Linked DNA regions of Mus musculus: region 2 is linked to region 1. The links are chromatin contacts, called in public Hi-C maps. All regions are on one chromosome and are shown on one strand. Each heading gives the region's core, a stretch centred on a gene start, on an enhancer-like site or on the middle of the called end of the contact. The rest is flanking DNA. Distances are from core to core; before and after follow the strand shown.

Evidence for each region. Hi-C and Micro-C count contacts between places; a contact is called where the count stands out from the background.
Region 2: a contact with region 1 is called in a Hi-C map of cerebellar granule neurons, with 2.0 times the contacts expected there. The contact joins two enhancer-like sites. A contact is called at or near these places in 6 of 484 Hi-C or Micro-C datasets (cerebellar granule neurons, cerebellum, cerebral cortex and 3 more) and 2 of 115 datasets of contacts at active chromatin or transcription factors (embryonic stem cells and stem cell-derived neural progenitor cells).

Annotation. Positions count from the first base shown.
Region 1 is chr13:58,936,870-58,943,315 of GRCm38.p6, forward strand. All of the region lies in intron 12 of Ntrk2 (neurotrophic tyrosine kinase, receptor, type 2), which reads left to right. Among named protein-coding and RNA genes, the nearest start is that of Ntrk2, 130 kb to the left of the region's middle. Within about 2 kb of position 1,767, at least 12 of the 459 cell types and tissues checked have an H3K27ac peak or open chromatin away from gene starts, as enhancers often do. A contact at or near this core is called in cerebellar granule neurons and cerebellum, where this site is marked.
Region 2 is chr13:59,054,097-59,060,469 of GRCm38.p6, forward strand. Ntrk2 (neurotrophic tyrosine kinase, receptor, type 2) reads left to right here. Exons shown (of 18, transcript NM_001025074.2): 15 at 197-369; 16 at 6,132-6,366. Among named protein-coding and RNA genes, the nearest start is that of Gm53063, 16 kb to the right of the region's middle. Within about 2 kb of position 3,910, at least 10 of the 459 cell types and tissues checked have an H3K27ac peak or open chromatin away from gene starts, as enhancers often do. A contact at or near this core is called in cerebellar granule neurons and cerebellum, where this site is marked.

The DNA.
Region 1 (6,446 bases), core at 517-3,016:
TTCAAGTCTCTTTTTTCACATTTCCTGTAAACAATGCATCTCTTTTTTTAAAAAAGATTTTACTTTTAAGTACTGTTTTAACAGTGTGGCTAGACTATAAATGTACTTGCTGAATTCATCCATTTCTTTAACAAGCCAATAAAGTTTTATGATTCATCTCCATGTGTCCTGTGTTCTCTGTAGATCACACCCCCTCTCCTACCCCCCCACGCATATGGCCCCTGTGTCATCGGTGGTCTGGGGGGCTGAGACATGTCAATAAGGAATTTTGGGGAGTCCTACCTACTGCGGGCGCTAGAACAAATCATGGCTTGGGGACAGCTTTGAGAGTTTCCATCAGTAAGAATCACACACACAAGAGGTATGGTTTATGATTCTTACATGAGAACTACTTCCATTAGTTAAAAGGTATTTGGTACAGAGTATATACCAGGAAGCTTTGTGGGTTTTTTTTTTTTTTGTTTGTTTGTTTGTTTTTTGTTTTGTTTTGGTTTTTTACCAACTAAACTTTTATATTCTTTACAAAATACTTTTGATGTTTTACCCCAGCAAGAGGGCACACAATGTCCTGTCAGTTCATTCACTAAGCAACTAAGCAACTCATGTCAGAGACAGAGAGCAGCTTTTATGGTCCAGGATAGAGATCTCAAGGACAGCAGTACCTGGAGAGACATGACCAGTTATGGCGGCAGACTGCTCATATGTCACGTCCCCTTAGTCTCCATTACAGGCTCTTCAGACTTTCCTTCCGCATGTCCCACTTTGGCTACAGGCCAAAAAATAAGATTTAAACAACTGCATCTTGGATTTATTTGAGCCCATGACCACCTTCTGGGCACCCTGAAGGGGTTATTGTTACTGCATGAGTGGTGGTTAACTTGGGGTAAATTCACCTTACAATCAAAAGGGAGTCTACCCAGGACTTAAAGGATGCTGATGGTAGTTAAGGGGTATTGATTTTGCAAATATGTGCCAAACGGTCTTCCACAGGCTACCCAGGGCTCCTCACAGCTCTACAGAGCTTACCCAACAGTACAGTTTCCGTAGTTTAACGTGCTCACCCCTTCTGGCCCTGGCCATCGAGCAGAGATTATTCTTGACCACGGTGAATTGTCAGGTTAACCAGTCACTGAGAAGGCGTCTGCTCCCAGTCTCAGGAAGCCCTTGCAGATCTCGGCACATGAGTGTGGGGCCTGGTGGTAACACCAGCACCTGATTTTCACCTTTTACCTTATGAGGCAGGTTGGGTCAGGAGGTTTCGGTGCGAAGCATGAGAACCCAGACCGTGTTTGCAACTGGCCATGGCAGATTTGTACTTTTGACCGATGTCATCGAGTGCCTTTGCTCATGTCCCCTGATTTCCAGCCCTCCGCATCCCCCTGGGGTTGTTTCACTATCTAATGAGTGATTCTTTTAAAAAAAAAAGATTTATTTATTATTTGTAAGTACACTGTAGCTGTCTTCAGACACACCAGAAGAGGGCATCAGATCTCATTACAGATGGCTGTGAGCCACCATGTGGTTGCTGGGATTTGAACTCAGGACCTCCGGAAGAGCAGTTAGTGTGTTCTTAACCGCTGAGCCATCTTGCCAGCCTAATGAGGGATCCTAAGAGAGATTAGCACAGCAGGGCTGGGGCGTGGCAGGACGGGTTGGTAGAGGACATATCATATCCAGCTACCTCCATGCACAGAATCTAGACAGCAGAACAAAGTGTCACAAAGGCCTGACTTGGCTTTGGCCTCTGCAGCACAAAGACACAGAGCAGCCTCCACACATGGAGTCCTCTCTGCACCCCCTTCTGGCAGCCCAGGACTGGGAGAGACTGCCAAGGGCATATGCTAATTTTCCAGTCATTTGGTCAAGTCCATCTCACATGCCACAAGATCTCAGAGCCTGTGTTTACTGAATTAAAATCTCTGCCCAACCACAGACTAACGAGCAGTAAGCTTTCCCCCTTCCTTCTGATAGTTTTATTACGTTTCCAAGGAGGGACGGAGAAACAACTCCTATGTTTATTTTCCACCCTTTTATCTCTTTTTAATAATCCCCATCAAACTGTAATCAGTTCTGAAGCACTGTTAAACAAAAATGTAGGCTGTGCCGTTTGCTGTGGTGAATAGAATCTGTTCTCAGGTAAGTTTGCACAGCTTCAGCCAATGCTCCAGTGTCAGGGGGTAAACTCCCTTCTGCCTTCCCACGGAGACCAAAACGCAGCCTCCTAAGATGCTTCAGGCTTTTCAAGAAAGACTCCCTAAGTGAGTGTTTATTTTGTACTGATGTTGGGGTCCTTGATTTGGGGCAGTCCCATTGCCTCTCCATCATGTGTCCAAGGCCATGACTGAGTGTGTTAATTCCCCATCAGCCACGTGTGGCCCTCCCAGGTCTGAGTAGAGAAGGCGGCTGGACACGCCTTTCGAATTCTGTGTGTGGAAGAATCAATCACTCTACCAGGAGCAATCTAGAGGCCTGTTGGGGTTGCTCTATTGCTCCAGCCTTTCCTGGGCTTGGGTCTTCTAGTGTTCAGTCATCGCTAGAGATCGTTCTCCATGTCACCTCCTTGTCCCCTAGAACACACACTGAGTTCTTCCTTGGATTGTTACATCGAGGCCATTCAAGACCTAGGGTATTTTGCTGTGTCAAAATCAGGCAAGACACTGAGCTCAGCTCTGGGTGACACCAGAGTCCACCAAGCAGGTGTCACCCTTGTCCTCGGGGGTGACAGTCTGTGTGATGCTTATAATCTGCCGCTTTGGTTTCTATAATTTGGGAACTTGTTAGGGCCCAGGTGAGACTGTCTGTAGTCTGTGAGGCCCCACCCTCTCTCAGAGAGCATCCTTTGGTGGCTAAGTCCATCTTACTTATGTATAACCTGATGGGAGGTGCCTCTACCCGCTTAGCTTATTCCCTCCCCACACCTTTATCTTCCTTAGGAGCTATTTTGCTCTATTTAGCTCTCATTCTGTTTCTGAACAGCACTCATATCCTAAATAAGCTTCTTCATCTTTTCTTTAATTTTTTATGCTTTAAAACTTTTACATTGGTTGGACGGAATCATGGGTGGTGGTGGTCTGTGTATGAGGGGGAAAAAAGAGAGAAATTAAGTGTTGATGAGAGAACGGTAGTACACACATGCAAAGATGCACACACTTGCATACACACATGTACATACACGCGGCTCTGCATACTTTCAGTCTTCTTTGACTACGATGGATTTAATAACAGTGCATAGATCATTCCACCTAATTATCTTTACAGTCTTACTGCTTGTAAAACTCCCAGATGGTTAAAAATAAATAAATAAAAACCTTCCCATGATATATATATATATATATATATATATATATATATATATATATATTACTTTTTGTTTTTACTTTCTTATAAATAGCAAGAGATTTCGCTGAGAAGAAAATATTATAAATCCCACAAGGTTGGTGTTCTGTTCTGGGTTCCAAAATGTAGAGATTGAGTGGATTTCAAATTTGGCAAGGCCTCTAACTTGGCAGACACTCTTGTCCTTATTTATGGCAGCCTGGAAACTTCCACTTCCCGGGGCTTATAAATGATGCTGCCGATTTTGTCTTCCTCTCCTATCTTGATGTGAGTTATGAAATAACCAGCCTGAAGACTTCTTTTTGTCGTTAACCCTTGTGTCTTGGTATGAGACACATGTCATACAGAAAGTCCACTTTCCATTCGGTATCACCCGACAAAAGGAAAAACTGGAAATGTTGAGGGTTAAGACAGAGAAGATGGCAACTCTACAGCCTTCACGGTGGTCCCAAAGTCCTCCAAGGACACCACCTCCTACGCGCCGATTTGAAGACAGAAGACACAGGATCTCTTGGAGAGGTTTCCTAACAACATGAACAGGTGATGCACTCCCTCCACCCCCATTCTCTGGAGAAACAACTAAGAGATTGTCTTCCTCTTCTCCTCACTCCTTTTTCCTCTTCCTCCTCTTAATCCCTTCCTCAGTTCTGTGAGGCCAACTCATCCACTTGTTCTCTTTAGAGGAGTGTCGCTCTGGGTCTGTAGTGAGCAGGTTGAAGCACGGGACTCCGGAATGGGTGGAGTCTTTGTGATTGGGCGGAGCCTCCATGATTGGGCAGAGCTTCGGTGATGGGGTGGAGCTTCCATGATGTGCAGAGCACACAGATTTGCTGAGCACACACAATAGGCATTTCTTACTATTTACTGCCTTTTGCTTTTGTTTTGGCCTCACTCTGAACCCCAGGGTAGCTTTCAGCTCTCAGCTATCCACCTGCGTCCCCCTCAAGCATGCTGGGATTGCGGACATGAACCACCACATCTGGCCTGATAATCAACACTTTCGAAGAGCAAGTTGTGTCTCCTCTGAGGCTGACTCCAAGATACAGTTGAATCCGTTAGGATTTTCACCCGGAGAGGAGAGGTAGAATGGGAAGCCGAGGAGATCTGCAAGAGGCCCAGACTGCAAGCTGGGGAAAGCCCTGAGGGGGCATGACAGGTTAAGTCACTGGGTGGCCTTCACTGAGGCAGTATCTCCAGGACTGTTGGGGAGGTTTTGAGCCACAAATTAGTGACTGAGGAGTTAGTTCCTTGTTTTCCAGGATAAACCTTCCCTCTTCTCCCTGTCCCCCACAGTTACTGGCATTGAAGCAGCCTGAGGAAAGCACAGCCTCTGTAGATAGGTGGCAGAGCTCAGCTCCTCAGACCCCTGTCGGGTGTTCTGTTACTGGGACCTGTGAGAGATACCCTTGAGGCTCTTCTGCTGAAGGTGCTGACTTATCTAAGCCCTGCCTCACAGATGAGCTAGATACCTACAGCTCTCCATTCTCATGTAAAGCCTGTGTGCCCTCCCTCGGGACAGCACCTGCTTCTTCCGTGCAGGACCACTGGTCCCTGCGTGCCTGGGAACCCCTGCTTCCTTTGGTGATCCACCATCAAATTCAGTGCTTACAAGGGGGCTTCAACCAAAGTCATTCTGTACCACATGTCCACTTGGGAAATGCCGTCAATTGAGACCAGTTTTGAGCTGTAGCCTCCCATTTGTTTATAATACCCTGATATGACTAGCACACTGTTTCTGCTTTGCCTGCCTCCGTGCTGAAACCTCGAGTGCTTTTCTTTCAATTTTGTGTTTCAAACGAGTTTCCTATTGTAGCCGTCCCTGCTATTGATTCGTATTCTTTCAGGAGAGCGTCTATGGAGATATATATCATCAATACCTTGCCAGGTGGGTGAAAGAGACGGAGAGTGGGGCTATACATCTTCTTAAACGATAACCCTGCCCTGCTCTGCAGCAGACCTCCCTCCAGTGGATTGTTCTAAACAGAAATGATGCCTTATTCAGAGCCTATAAACTAGATTGAATGCTTTCTATGTGCTAGGATGTTGGCTGTAGACTCAAAGCGTTTCAGAGACTTGGAGGGGTCCGGGACACATGTAGGTGACTGGTGAAGACTGACTCAGTGCGTAGGACAGAGCTATCCCAGCCCCAGTCCTAATTTCTGTATTGGAATACAGGCTTGGGGGGAAAAATTCATTTTTTTTTAAGCTGAAGGGAGATCTGGTATTTGGTGTGAGATTTCCCAGTTTCTAAAGGTTGGCAAGGCCTATGACATTTTTTTCCTGTTTTCTCTCCAGCAGCCAAACAAAACAGTCTTTATGCCCAATCATGGTGGTTGTGATTTGGCTGGACAGTTAGCTTGTGTCCTTCAGGCTCAGTGCCTCCCCCACAGTATGAGTGGATAGACAGACATGTGTCAGCTTGGACATCTTGAAGCTGATGCTGAAGCCAGGAGTTCACAGCAATGCTGTATTAGAGCTAACCTGGGAAAGAAATAAGGAGTTGGACCAGAGAAACGGGGTGCGATGTAAGACAGTTTGTGGCGGTGACTCTGACCCAACCATCTGGGTCATATATATGCTGGGATATAAGCTACCTCTTGAGGCTTCCTCGGCTAAGGAGTGAGTCTTTATGTCTGGGTGCTTGCCTGACAGTAGCTGTGTGTTGCCATAGGACTGCTAAATAGCTCTGGGGTAGAGAAGACATACAGGCATGCCCTGGCCATGGCCACAGCAGTAGTGGGACTGAGGGATAAAACATAACCCCAACCCAGAAATTTATGACTTTCCAAAGCCCTAGGATAACAGGCCATGGTATCTGAATTTGTAACCAGTATTTGCCAATTTGCCAGTGTCTTCTTTAGTGTTCCTCCTCTTCCTTCTCTCCTCCTCCTCCTCCTCCTCTTCCTCCTCCTCTTCCTCCTCCCTTTTTTCATTTTCTCCTCTTTCTCCTTTCTCCCTTCTTCTTCTTCTTCTTCTTCTTCTTCTTCTTCTTCTTCTTCTTCTTCTTCTTCTTCTTCTTCTTCTTCTTCTTCTTCTTCTTCTTCTTCTTCTTCCACTTCTCTCCTCCTCCTCCTCCTCCTCCTCCTCCTCCTCCTCCTCCTCCTCTTGCT
Region 2 (6,373 bases), core at 2,660-5,159, 120 kb after region 1:
TGAAAGCTCCAGACCTTTGTGTACCCGTGAGGAAGAGACCTCACAAGCACAAATAATACTTCCTCAGGAATGATGGTGCTTCCTGACATTTTATGTAATTAATTAGATCCATGCTCATCCCTTCTAGAATTCTTAGGACTCACTGGTGGAATCCCTTATCCAAACAACTTTCTCTTTGATGTCTCCATTTTGACAGACGCTGAAGGACGCCAGCGACAATGCACGCAAGGACTTTCATCGGGAAGCTGAGCTGCTGACCAACCTCCAGCACGAGCACATTGTCAAGTTCTACGGTGTCTGTGTGGAGGGCGACCCACTCATCATGGTCTTTGAGTACATGAAGCACGGGGACCTCAACAAGTTCCTTAGGTACAGTGCGCGGGGAGGAGCCAACTTGAGCTTAGTGAGGGGGAGGAGCCAACCTGAGCTTAGTGAGGAGGAGGAGCCAACCTGGGCTTAGCGAGGGGGAGGAACCAACCTGGGTTTAGTGAGGGGGAGGAGCCAACCTGGGCTTAGAGAGGGGGAGGAACCAACCTGGGTTTAGTGAAGGGGAGGAGCCAACCTGGGCTTAGAGAGGGGGAGGAACCAACCTGGGTTTAGTGAGGGGGAGGAGCCAACCTGGGCTTAGAGAGGGGGGAGGAGCCAACCTGGGCTTAGTGAGGGGGAGGAGCCAACCTGGGCTTAGTGAGTGGGAGGAGCCAATTTGGGCTTGAGAAGAGGGCAAAAGGGTTGCTCAGATAACCAGGGCAAGGATGGGAAGTTCCTGGGAAAGGTGAAGGTAAGCTCAGGCCTTTCATTGGAGCATTCCTTGATGATGGTTGCACCCACACATGACACAGAAAGATAGAGGGAAAAGAAGAACGCGTTTCTCCTTCCTACAGACTGTGTGTCTGCAGGGTGGTATCGCTCTAGAAGCACATGAAGCTGGTGTTCAGCTCTGGCATATGTGAGTCGAGTGTTCTGCTGGTGACCAACTCAGTCATTAATAGGATCCCAAGAAGAGATGAGTTTGATAACATGACTTGGGCTGTTGATCACCTTGGCGTGGACCCCTGGTGGATGTCCCCATCCTGTGACTATCTAGAAAGAAGCATATAGGGAGTCATAGACACCACATGACATGGAAGAAAGCTAAGAATGTCTTCGTTTGCATCAGGCAGATAAGGAAATAAAAAATGGATCTTACATGTAAGGCATCAGGGTGGGGCACACTTGTCCCAGCATGGGCAAAAGAACATGGCTTCTCCTTCCTCCTCAGCAGGGTGTGGTTCTTGAGTGGGTCTTCAGCCCACCTTGCTCAGGAACACACACCCCCCCCCAGCCCTCAAGACTCTTAAGTCCTTTCTATGTGTTTCTTTCTTTAAACATCGGCTGGCATCTTTGAAGTATGAGCCTGTACATTCTGTGTATGCCAGTAGAGAATGAAAGCCTGGGAAAAACAAAATGAGAGGGTAGCAAACTGATAGCCTTCCCTTCCTGGCCTTCTATTCCCTGCCTGAGAAGGCAGTACAACGTCCATCCCAAGAATGAGTTTAGAGCGGACGTTATCGGAAATGTTTGCTCCCACAACCCACTAGTTCTGCCACCATTTTCTATTTCCTTTGGTTCAGGGATCTCAGATCCCAGTGAGTGACATCTTTTGTGTAATGGTCATACATAGTCCTCCCTGGCCTCTTCTCATGTCCCAGGCTGCTGCCTGGGGTGTTGCACAGAAGTCATCCCCAGACAGCTTCACGTGTTGCTGCAAGAGTCACACTGTGGGCTTAGGAATCAGTAAGTCCCAGGAACATACTGCTCAGTTCCTGCCTGGGCTGGACCTCTGCTGTCCCTACAGATGTGTATAGGAGGGGATGCCAGGTGAGACCAGGAACACATGGAAAATTCAAAGTATTGAGAGACAATCCTAACCCATTATCCTGTGTTAGCCAAGTTTTCATTGTGGGTAAAAGACAGGGTAATGCAGATTCCATACTTCATGTTGTCAGAGCTAAAGTAAAGAGAAGAGAAAACACCATCTCGGTTGAGGGCTATTGTTCATATGAAAAAAAATGTTTTCATCATTCCTCGGGCTTGTTTTTAATCCAAAAATGGCCCTTCTTAAATATTCTACCAAAATAAACCCACCTGCAATTATCTGCATGAAGTCATGTGCATCTGCATGTTAAGACTGTGGTGTATGTGTGTGTGTGTGTGTGTGTGTGTGTGAATGAGTATGTGAATGTAAGTACATATATCTGTGAGTGTATATTAGTGTATATATGTTTTGTGTGTAAATGAGAAGGTGTGTGGGAGTTTATGTGTGTGTTAGTGTGTGTATATGTACATGAATATGTGGGGGAAGCATGTATACATAAGTGTATGTGTGGCTATATGACTATGTGTAGATATGAGTGTACATGCTTATGTGTATGCATGTGTGCATGAATGCATTAAGTGTGTATGCATAAATGGTGTATTCAAGTGGGGGTCGTGTAAATGTATATGGGTGTGAGTGCAAATGCTGTGTGTGCATGTGTGTATGTGAATGTGTGAGATTGCATGTATACATGTGAGTGTGTATATGCATGTGTGTGCATGTATGTGAATGCATATATGTGTGTATACATGCATGTGAATGGGCATATGCATGTGTGTGTGCATTGTGCATGCATATGTGTGAATGTGTATGTATGCATGTGAGTGTGTACATGCATGTGTATGTATGTATACATGTGTGTATACATGTGTGGGTGTATTGTGCATGTATGTGTGTGTATGCTTGTAAGTATGTACAATGCATCTCATCCTTTGATTTTCTGACTCTCAGTCATGCCCCAGCGTCCCCATGGCCTTCTGAAGCCCTCCCTTGGCATCCTACACAGGGTGTGGAGCACTAAAAACCTCAGCCAACTTATTCCAGAATCTGCTAAACTCTGGAACAGGGTGGCTGCCAAGGAGCAGACCTCAGGTGCAGTGATGCATTGCAAGTACAGACTGTCCTCTTCCTGGGAGGAGACCTGGCCCGAGGCCGCCATGACAGATCTCCAAGCATCTTGGCAGAGCCTGACAAAGCCAGATGTCTTATGTCTCTTACCTTCTTATTCATGTAAGAACACATACCCCGAGCACAGTGTGGCCAGGTCTTACATCAGTGGAGTGGCCAAAGAGAAGGAAAATTGTATTTCAGGAGTTTCACAGTTTTTCCCTCTACAATCTCTCCAAAGTTCCCTTCTAATATGGAGAAGGGACGACGAGTAACTTTCAAGTAGTAACAGGTAATCGGTATTCAAATTTTCTAAGCATATAGATGTATTAATATATGAAAACCAAGTAGTAAAATTAAAAATTAATGATAAATTTATTACAACAACTACTACTACCACTCTTGTAGCACAGTTAAAGGAACTGAGTCATACAGCAGGTGCCAGAACTGAGACTCCCAACATGCCCTTTTCTTCCAGAGAGAGTGGCTGTGAACACCCTCAGAGGAGTATGATTTAAGCATGAACAGGGAGGCCATTGTATGAAGTGGATAAGCCTTAGTGGCCAGGGTTGGGTAACAATGGTTGGCGAAAATTAATTGCATATTTTAAAATAGCTATAGAGATGATGCTATTAATACAAGGGAAGATAGATATTTAAGTGAATGTATATCAATTATTTTGTTGTAATCTTACCTTATACATTCTACACATGCATTAAATACCACACTATATCCCATACATATGTATAACTGTCATGTGCCAATTGATTTTTATTTATGTGAAATTTAACAGGTAAACTCACTTTAATCTTTTAAAAAAAACCAAAAAACATGAGGAGGCTAGGATGCAGCTTGACAGTAAGATGTCTGTACAAGCCCTGAGTTTAGTCTCTAGCACTCACTGCACATTGAAACACTTAATAGAAAAGAGGTTTGAGTCATAGCGCCAGTTCAATGTGGAAAACTGCCAGCTTCAAGCCATGTCAGAGACCATCAGAGCAGCAAGGATTAGCACCTCCTGTAGATGCTGAAGACTGCTACTGGCTCCCCAACCCAGAACACTGGGGCACTTGGCACTTGTTAAGGAGCTCCCCCCTAGAAGAAGCAGCATGAGTTTTTGTTTTTCAAGAGATGCAGGAAGACCTGAACTCCATGCTCCTCTTAAGAGCTCATCCAGGAGGCTCACCCATTCTTCCCTTAATGGAGAGTCATCCACTCCAAGAAAGCAAAGGTGTGTAGAGGCTTCTATCAGGGAAAAGCTTTCTTGCCTTCTCAGAAGTGGGCAGGAAAATGACTGCTAGAGAGTGTGAGAGCCTTCCCCCATGCTCGGGGCTATAAAGAGCCCTGGTGTGGGGCTATGAGCTTTTTGTTTGTTTGTTTGTTTGTTTGTGGAGTAGGAGGCTGGTGCAGGCAGGAGTTTACAGAGGTGCCTTCTCGGGAGGGGTTTGGAATCACTGCTTCCTGCAGACACAGGAATCTCGTTTTTTTGTAGCTGGCACAGGCTATGGCTGACATTGGCCTACTTTGTTCATTCCCTGAATGCCTAAGTTTATCTTAGTCTCTTGGATTCCCTATGAGTTTAATGTATTTCTAGGTACTTTACCGAGGTTGAGATCTCGGCGAGGAATCTTCTGTGAGGTGGGAAGAACTTTGGCATTTTCAAGGAAAGGAAAGTTCCTATTTACCCCAAATCTTCATACCTCTCCGTTAAGGGCCCTGTTTTGGCAAAGTCCTGCCCCACGTTCTATAAAAATCCCCTCTTCCCTCCTTAGAAAGATCCTCAAGTCTTCCTCATGCTGATGCTCTTAGGAAAGTGCTCCCAGGATCTGGTTTGTAGAATAAGGAAACAGACCCAGAAAGTTATATAAATTGTGTTGGGACTGGATTCAAATTCAATCCCGACAGCCTGGGCTTTGGTTTCTGTGCCCTGTCTCATCTTCTCACCTCCAGAGATGTTTCTTCGGGCTGTTCCTGGGTGCTACAAAAGGCAGCTGAGACCTAAGGTCTCAGGAGAGGTGAAAACTGTTAAGACTTGCCTGCTATGAAACCAGGAAGTTCCTAGGGAATAGTTAAATTTCCCTAGGGAATAGTTAAATCTTGATATTCATCAACAGAGAGGGAACCAAAGGATCACCCAGCCTAATACCCCCCTTGTGCCTTTGACTAATGAGGAAATTACAGATTAAGTGAAGTTCAAACACTTCCCCAGATCAGGGTGTTAGATAGTGGTGGACTGGGACACGCCCCACGCCTCTGCCACTGCTCGCTCCCAGAGGAGGGGGTGGGGGAAGCCTGGTGGCAGCATGTTTTAGAAATGTAAAAGGAGAGCCCTTGTAGTCCGCAGCCTTGGGGGATAAAGGTGTACCTCGGGCGGGAACAGCTTACGGAAATAGGATCCAGGCTAAAAATGTTGGGTAATTCTGGCTCTCTCACTTTCAAACACCCATATGCAGTTCTGGGACCCACAGACAAAGTCGCCCCCTTCTAAAATGTATTGAAAAGCTCTCCATCTTTGTTGCAAGTGTTTCCAATCTCTAAAAGGAGACACCCACTCCCTTACTTTCCCTTGGGGTGGCCAGCTTTGTCCAAGCCATGCTCCCCAAGGCAGTGACACACTTATTATTTTCTGTAGCTCCCTCGGCGGGGGTGGAGGTGGGGTGAGGAGTCAAGGGCAACTTAAAGGCTCCACTTGTCCGTAGATCTTTGGCGGGGACATCTGGAGCAGTTAGCCTTGGGGCAATGTAGCCCAGCGGATCACAGCTTGGAGTAAGGATGGGGCTCCAAAGATGCTAAGATCATGACTTGAGCAGAGCCAACCTCCATAAGTGGCTTTTTCTTTCTCTCAGTTGGATTATGCTTCTCAGAGTTTGAGACAGTGACCAATGTCTTATGGGAGCAGAGTCCTGAATTCCCAGAGACATTAGCATGTTGATGTGTTGTGGGGGAGGGGCTCGCCATTCCAGCCCACACGGCCCTGCATCCCACTCGGTAGAAATGAGGCCGCTAGGTGCTTTCTTGGCTGTAGAGATAAAATTGTGTGTGGCCTGGAGCATCCTGGTCTCTTTCTCACCCAGGTCAGGTAGTGTCCTCCAGTCCCAGCTGCTGAGCCGAGACTGAGGGTCCTTCCAGTCTTCCAGCTGAGGTTCCAACCCCTTGTGTTTCCCCGCAGGGCACACGGGCCCGACGCAGTGCTGATGGCAGAGGGTAACCCGCCCACAGAGCTGACGCAGTCGCAGATGCTGCACATCGCTCAGCAAATCGCAGCAGGTATGGTCTACCTGGCGTCCCAACACTTTGTGCACCGTGACCTGGCCACCCGGAACTGCCTGGTGGGAGAGAACCTGCTGGTGAAAATTGGGGACTTTGGGATGTCCCGAGATGTGTACAGCACCGACTACTATCGGGTGAGTA